Linked DNA regions of Manis pentadactyla: region 1 is linked to region 2. The links are chromatin contacts, called in public Hi-C maps. All regions are on one chromosome and are shown on one strand. Each heading gives the region's core, a stretch centred on a gene start, on an enhancer-like site or on the middle of the called end of the contact. The rest is flanking DNA. Distances are from core to core; before and after follow the strand shown.

Region 1 (4,289 bases), core at 358-2,857, 150 kb before region 2:
GTAGAACTTTGCCATCTTGAAAAATTTTAACTCTGTTCCCATTAGACACTAATTCCTACCCCATCCCCCACTCCCTGGCAACCACCTTTCTACTTGGTTTCTATGAATTAGATACTTCATGAGTGGAATCATACAGTATTTGTCCTTTGATAACTGACTTATTTCACTTAGCATAAAGCCCTGTAAGTTCATTACACAGATTATTTTCATGTACTTATGACATACATATTTTAATATAGGTTATTTTATTGTAGAATATGGTGAGGCTAAGGGTGCAGCAAGGTTTCCAGCTCCTTGGCAGACCAGTTGCCTGACCAGTTTAGATCCCCTTGCTTTCTCTTCAACTCACACTTGGGAAACTGTTGGGCCATTCTCAAAGCTTCAAAGATTAGAAGTCTTCCCTGTCCCTTCCTGAGATGTCTGTCCCTCCTGGATCAACCTAATGTAGGTAGGGAATGCTGTGGGGTTCTTGGGAGAGCAGCTCAGCACAGGCAGGGCAAAGGCACTCAGGCCCGCGCGTTTAAAGCACAGCCGGAAAATCCGGAGCCCTACCGGCCTGCGCCTTGGATCTGCCATCTCCTCACACCCAACACCTGCAGCCTTTACGTTCCTAGGGCTTCAATAGGACGCTGGAGATACGGAGGGCAGGCCTGAGATCCTGTGATTTGAGGACATGCTGTCCACTCTCATCCCAGGATCACACTAGGAAGCCAGACTGATTTGTCCAGTTCTGAACTGGCCCGGACGCATGCGGTGGTGGCCAGTTGTTGGATGCAGGGTGCGGCGGGACAGGCAGCCCTCCTCTCCCGCATCCCGCCAAGGCCTTATTGCCCAACAGTCCCACAAGCCACCGATGTGCCAGTTGAAGGAAAGGAAGAGCAGGTGAAACCCTATCTCAATTTCACTGCACCGTTTCTCCTTGACAGGAGAGGATGATTGGTCTCCCTGCATCTCCTTCCAGACCGCAAAGTCAGCTGCGTTCTGCTGAAAACAAGCACATCGCCCATCCCCAGAGCGCGGTCACTGGGGCCTTCGTAATTATCCCCATTCAGCCCGAAGGGCCACGCAGCAGGGCGAGGGACGCGGGAACGCGGCACTGAGGGGAGGGCCAGCGATGCGCCGGCCCCTCGGCGCTCGCGGTCCTGCCCGCGTCCCAAGAGCACTGCGGAGGTGCGGGACACCAGCACTGAGGGGCATTTCTTCCCGCAGACCGACTTGTCGCGGCCGATTGGTGCCACAGAAGCTGTGCTTCCCCGGCGCGGAGACCCCCCATGCCGTCCCGCCGACCTTACAAACAACTTCCACAACTGCGGAGGCCGCAGGGCGGGCGGGCCGCGGCGGAGCGCGGGAGCAGGGGGCGGGCCGGGGTCAGGGCAGAGGCTGCGGCCGCGCCTCCCCATTGGCCGGGACGCAGTGGGCAGCCCGCGCGCGCGGCGCGGGCGGGGGCGGGGCCTGCCGGCGCGTGCCCGCCCCCCCCCCCCCGCGCCCCTTGTTCCACCCCCTCTTAGCCTGCCGCCGGAGTTTTTAAAGTGGGTTGGCAGCCCCGGGAGCCGGACATTCGGGAACAGCCAGCAGCTCAGCTCCAGCGTCCGTCGCGCTCTCACCCCAGCTCTTCTGAGGCGGCCGTACAATCCTCGGCAGTGTCCTGAGACTGTATGGTCATCTCAGCGGTCGCGCCCGCCTGGCTCCCGACTCTTGCAACTCCCGTTGTTCGAGCCACTTCTTTTTTTCTTTTTGGTAACCCAGAAAGTTACTCCTTTTCGAGGGAAAAAGGAACGTCGGTTCCCTTCTTGCTGCCCTCTTTTCGCGTTGACAGCCTCCTCCCACTCCTTCCCCGGACCCCGCCTCCGCGTGTAGGTTCCTCCCAGTCACCTTTCTCCACCCACCTCCCCCGCACCTAGCCAGCCGCCCGCGAACTTCCACCTGAGTGTCCGGGGCGCTCAGGACCTGAGAGCATTTAGGATCTTTAACCCCTGCCCTGGCCTCGGGGAGTGGGCCAAGGCCACAGAGAAGGCAGCGGCCGCAGCCCCCGCCGGCCTGGGAGCACAGGTGCTCGGCGTCTCAAAGGGCCACAGAGACAATGACAGCGGACAAGGAGAAGAAAAGGTAAACGGACGTCCGAGCCGGCTAGGGAGAGATGGTCTGAGGGGATGGCGGGGCTGTGTGGGGCTGGAATGACCCAGAGCAGCTGGGAGAGGAGTGCGGAGAGGTCTTTGAGACCCGAAATCGGTTTGGAGAGTTTTGAGAGGGAGAGCAGGTGCCCCGGGGACGCGGATCTGCGGCTTCGTAATGGTGCGTTCTGTGGCCCGAAGGAATCGCGAATCTGCGCCATGCAGCTAGGCCAGGAGGGCAAGGATGATGGCCCTAGAGGTCCGAGGTGCTCCTGCGGTACCTTCCGACCCCCGACCTCCTCCCCGGTCCTGTCAGACCAAACTCCCGCGGCCAGCACGTTGAGAGGTTTCTGTTTCGAACTCAAGTCATCTTCGACTTTCTCAGGCTTCAAGGGTAGGGCAACACCTACTCGACTATTTTCCTTGGGACCCCTCAGGCCCTTCCAAATGAGTTGCTTTGCCCATGCTGCGCCCCAAATTGGCAGAGGGTTGGAGGCAGAGCGCAGCACTGGGATGCGCTGCCGAGGAAGGGACAAGACTCAGTAAAGGGTCCCATTCCGCGTCTCCAGCTCCCACTGAAGCCTGGAGAAACCACCTTCCTGATCCTGCACCGTTTCTGCGGGAGAATAGGTAGTGGGCCGGGTTGCCTCTCGGGGCAGGTGTCCGGTGTGCAGAAAGTGAATACTGGCACTGGGTACCGCCGGCTGGTCTCGGTGTCTGTCTCCCAAGAGCACAGAGAAGGGCAGACACGATCTGCCCGCATGCCCTTGCGAGCTTGTCAGCACTGGGTGTGAGGCAACTTTGGCCAACTCTCACTGCCCTCCCGCCCCCTCCCGGCCGCTGCCGGCCTGGCCCGCTCCCAGCTCGGACGAGAACGCCCGGCGCGGCGGTGCAGACGTAGACACGGTCTCTCTTCCCGCGATTGCGCGCCGCTCGTCTCCTGGCCCCCGACTCCTGTCTCCACTCAGTGGGTTGGGGCTTTGAGCCCGCGCTCGGAGCGGCTTGGCGGGGCTGGGTTGCGGAGCATTGGAATCTAACGCGCGGCCGGCTGAACCGCCCGAGCCGCACGTCGAGTCGGCAGCTGCTGGGTTTCCGGCAGTAGCGCGGGGATGGATTGACAGGCCCGGAGAGCTCGGAGGCTCAGTTGATTTGCTCTTGTTCCGACTTCCACTGCGGGACCAGAGCCAGGAACCGTCTATCCTGTGGTCGAAGCGGCGGTTCCCACCTCCCGGCACCGATAAAGATTTGATAAACCTGAGCGAATCGCGCCCATTCTGGCCGGGCACCCGGGCCCTTCGCTCCCGGATCGCCGCGGGGATAGACCGAGCCCGGCTCCCTGGTCCCGGCCGCAGCTCCCCCCCTCCCTTGTTACTGTGGCGGCCCCAGGCCTGAGACTGATGAGGGAGCCTTGGTCCAACCAGCCTGGCCCCTGAGAGGGCAACTGGCGCGTCCCCGGGGGCTTCGGAGTAGCGGTGGGGTCCTGTGTCTTTTGAGGGCGTTGAAGCAGGGAAAAAACTTTAACATTGTAACGCATTGTGTAAAACCAATATAGTCTGCCGCATAATGCCAATAATAATGACTGAATAATCAGAAAGGAAAGTTATAGTCTGAGCGCACTTTGGGCTCCGGAGCCAGCGAGGAAATTTATTGTATATTTTACAACCATGATGCCTGTCAGTGAATGTCACAATCACGGAGGTGGGACCCATTGATAATCTTGACAGATGTGTGAAGTGTCAGTTTCGCCGCACGGCCCAGCCGGGTCTTGTGCTATTATGTATATTCATCATCAAAAGAAACTTAAGGGTAGGGGACAAATTATTTCGATACGCTGGGCTGTAGTGTCTCCTTCGTTAGATATAGAGGGACCAAGAATAGGAGCAGGAAAAAAGGTAATCAGTCTCCAAATTATTCGCGAGATATAACCATTTTGGGGATTGCTGGTGAGACCCCTATGGAGCTGTTGCGGCACGAGCTGAGGCTGCACCAGCAGAGTTTGCATTGTGCAACTCGCCTTGATTTTTGTGCAGCAGACTGGCAGGGCGAACAGTATGTCCCTGACCATCCAGAGACCCACGACGGGCTTTCCAATTCCTGTTGATTTAACTGTTTTGAGACTTACTTATTTTTGTGTCTGGCAGTTTGTTGACTGTATGCTTCTTGAGGAACCAAGACGTA
Region 2 (4,118 bases), core at 125-2,624:
ATGGTTTGGTTAAAGATGAGACTAAAGCCCCTTCTCCTTTTGTAGCACAGCCTTGTCTTCTACGACCAAAAATGTTCATGTCATTCTCACAAAACTGCCGACCACAAGGTATTTTCCCAGCCCACTGATCTCTTTGCTGGTCCCCCTCAGTCCATCCTATGAATAACAGGGGTTGCATGTGCTTGCTAGGTCTGCTGTGACAAGGTACCACAGCCAGGATGGTTTAAACCACAGAAGGTTATTTTCTCACAGCTCTGGAGGCTGGAAGTCCAGGATCAAGGTGTCAGAAGGGTTGGTTCCCTCAGAAGCCCATGAGGGAAGCATCTGTTCGCGGCCTGTGATAGTCAGTCTTACATGTCAGCCTGACTGGGCCGTGGGATGCTGGAATGCTTCTGGGTGTGTCTCTGAGGGTGTTTTGGGAAGAGATTAGCATTTGAATAGGCAGACCAGACAAGGCAGATTGCCCTGCCCAGGGTGGGTGGGCATCATTGAAACCTCTGAGGGCCTGACTAGAACAAGAAGGTGGAGGAAACCCCAACAGATTCTCTCTGCCTGACTGCCAGTCTCCTGCATTGGACAGGGACTTCTGCCAGCAGCGCTGCTGGGTATTCAGTCTCCAGGCTTAGGCTGGAATTTATACCGTCAACTTTCCTAATTTTGCCCCTTGCAAAGAGTAGATCATGCCACTTCCCAGCCTCTGTGATGACATGAGCCAATTCCTTGTAATAAAGCTCACATGTGTCATATACATATAATCTTGTATTGGTTCTGTTTCTCTGTAGAAACCTAATACAAACCTCTCTCCTTGCTTTGTAGATGGCCATTTTCTCCCTTATCTTCACATCATCTTCTGCCTGTGCATGCATCTGTGTCCAAAATTCCTCTTCTTCTCAGGACATCAGTCACTGGATTAGGACCTCCTCTAATGACCTCATTCTGACTTAGTTGCCTCTGTACAGACCCTCTCTCTAAGATGGTCCTACGTAACGTACTGGAGTTAGGACCTCAGCATAAGCATTTTATTGGGGAGACATAATTCAGTTCATAACAGGGTTTGTGGAGCTATTGTGACTCATCCTGATAAAGTCTGCATTTAAAAGAGGAACCCAAGGGAGTAGATCTCAAATAACGGAATTCTTCAGGTGGTGGAATTCTAGTTTTCAAAGTCGTCCCTAAAGGTGGCAAAGGCCCATCCTGCAGTTCTTAATAATGACACCTCAAAGGGGCCATACCCCCTGCCAAAGGGGCCCTAGCAACTAACTGGTGAAATGCGGGTTATTATGAGGACAGGGATTGTGATGGTGGCCGAGCTGTGGAATCTGGGGAGACCAAATGTTAGTGCCTCAAAATTGGCAAGCAGCGTAGTTTTCTGCATGACAGCAGAGGAGAGGGAGACGATGGGAGCCCGTTGGGCAGAAAGCTGCCCAGCCTTCTCCAAGGGCATGCCTGATGACCCCATGTCTGAAGGGAAGCCCAGAGTGTTTTTGGTAAGGGCATGCCTCATTTCACTGCCCCAGCCTGCTGTGGGGACCTGGGATAGCAGCCGAGTGCACTGGGATTCCTGAGAGCGGCCAGCAAGAGCACCCCATCCCCGCAGCTGACACCCAGCTCTAAGCAGGGACCTGGCAGCCCTTCACAAGATTGTGAGATCACTTGAAACTGGCTTCGGTCTCTCCTGTCTGCCTCCCTGGTTGGAGCCCTGTCCTCCATCTAGGAATGGCACCCGGCGCCCCCGTAGCCCTTTCATTGGTTCCCATGTGTACAGGTTCTCTCAGTGCAGCCCTTGGGGTTCTTCCTCCCTCTGTACCCCCACGCCCTACTGAGGACTAGGTGTCTAAATGGTCTCAAAGTTAGGCAGAGGGGGCTGGGGATGGACAAGTCACCTCCATGGTGATTTGAAAATCACCAGGAAGGCGGCCTTCTACCTCAGCTCCCCGCTGCCGCCACTGGCTGGCACGTCAGGGCGCCAAAGCTTTGTGCCAGTTTGCCCTGTCCTTCTCATCGCTCTCAGGGCCTGATACTCCATGTTAAGTGCAATTCTGATAAGAACTCTGTCTAGATCTTTACCAAACACCCCAGTCCATGTGGGGGTGGGGTGGGGGACAGCCCCATACTGACTCCTCACTGTCCCCCAACGCCCCCCTCCCTGCCCCAGGAGGCAGAGTCACCAAAGTCAGACTCTTCCTATGACTGCCTGGAGGAGATGGAAGCTTGTGAGGACAAAGGCTGCCCAGGGCTGCCTAAGTTGCTGTCCCCCAAGACTGGCCCTGCCACCAAGGGCCAGGCGGGTGATGGACCTGAACTCACAGAGCTGCTCCAGGCCTCGGCCCCAACTCCAGGGACCTCAGGGACCCTGGGGATGGAATGCAATGCTGAGATGGAGCTGGAGTAGGTGCGCATGGAGTTCGAGCTCACACGGCTCAAGTACCTGCACGAGGAGAATGAGCGCCGGCGGCAGCACGAGGGGGTGATGGCGCAGCTGCAGCAGCAGGCCGCACTCCACCTGGTAGGTGACAGTGAATGGGGATACTGGCCAAGAGGCCCGCAGGGCCCGCCCTGAGAGCCAGGGACTGACCTTGGGGCCCGGGGGCCCACCTGACCTACTGCACCTGCCCTGGGTTCAGATGTGGAGGACTCACAGCTTTGAGCTTCCATGCTAAGCTGAACTCCGACCTTGTAAGGAGAGCTGACCCTAAGAGCAGCCCAGAACCACCTTGTTCACCTGCCTGCTCACGGCTTTTCTTCTCAGGGGAAAGTCCTCAACATGGCCTCCATGACTGATTTCCCCCATTCTCCATTCCTCTCTGCATCTTTTTTAAGTGACTGATGCCTGAGACTAAACTCAGAATCCCTACCGAGGTCTGTGGATTTTGATGAAACCATCACCTTCCCTGATCAGGGAGGCATTTGCCCTGTAGGATCACTGCCATGCTGTCAGCTAAAGCCTAGACATCTCCTGGTGAGAGCCAGGCCACTCTTCCCTAATCCATACTAAACCAGGATGAGAAAATGTACTTGCAGTTAAGTGGGATGTGAGGTGTTTGGCACTGTGGCTGTGCCACACTATAAGTACTAAATAATGAAAAATGTTATTAGTTAAAGCAGTGTTGTCTGGGCTTTAAAATCAGGCAGTTCTGGGATAAAACCCTGGCTCTACTATGTGTAAACAGTGTGACGCTGGGCAAGTTACTAATCCTCTCTGAGCCTTGGTTTGCTCATGCAGAAAGTAGTACCTACCTCATAGGGCTGTCGGGAAGGTTAAATGAGATAATGCATGCAGGGCACTTTACAATGAGCCTGGCACATTAGGTAAGCACTCAATAAGTGTGAGTAATTACCATATTTATGTACTCAAGCAACTCACTTCTTGACCCAAATGCAACAATATACATTCATCACTTCTCAATTTTATTGGGATATAATATATTAGCTATGCTTCTCAGCTCTAAGTCATCCTCAATTCTGAGAGACTTGTCTTCTGTCTTCATTCAAGTCATTGCTACAATTGTTGAGGAGGCTATGACCCAAAGGAAATAGCACTAAAAGGTCTCTGAATAGGTTAGTAATGTTCCATTAATCAGCACCCTCGAGTTATATTTTATCCAGCTCACATTTCTCTACCCTGCCCTTATCCTGAGAAACAGTCAAATGGTTTCCCAGAATTAGATATTATACTACCTATAGCATTTCCCCCAATATCTTTTTTTAAGAAAAAGGGGGTGGTTTTGCCTGATTTGTTCTCAATGAACACAGGCTGGCTTCTTAACAATGATCATTTTTTTTCTTGCTCACAAAAGACCTTCTTAATTATGAACTAAATGATTTTGCTGAACCAAGTCAAGATCATTGAACTGAGATTTCCAGAATCCATCTTTTTCTCCCCTCTTTTAAAAAATCTAGAAAATATTTCCCTGTCTTTAAGATTTGGGCACATTTCCTGATAGTCTGACTTCTCCTTAATAAATTCCACTTCTAAACTTGTGACTTTGTCCACAATAGCCTGGGATAGAATTTGTCACAAGTCAGGGTCTGAAACTATTTGAAGCAGATGTGGTACAGTACTCGGCCTTTGGTCAATGTCTCCTCCTAACCATATTTGCTTTCCCTTTTTTGGTTTG

What was found. A called contact is a pair of places that touch in the nucleus more often than the background predicts.
Region 1: a contact with region 2 is called in a Hi-C map of fibroblasts, with 4 times the contacts expected there. The contact joins the promoter of EPAS1 here to the promoter of TMEM247 in region 2. A contact is called at or near these places in 2 of 3 Hi-C or Micro-C datasets (fibroblasts and skin fibroblasts).

What each region holds. Positions count from the first base shown.
Region 1 is chr2:198,229,792-198,234,080 of mManPen7.hap1, reverse strand. It overlaps EPAS1 (endothelial PAS domain protein 1), which reads left to right and starts at 1,607. Exons shown (of 17, transcript XM_036925851.2): 1 at 1,607-2,106.
Region 2 is chr2:198,077,980-198,082,097 of mManPen7.hap1, reverse strand. TMEM247 (transmembrane protein 247) reads left to right here and starts at 1,374. Exons shown (of 4, transcript XM_057497571.1): 1 at 1,374-1,487; 2 at 2,156-2,506. The coding sequence starts at 1,374.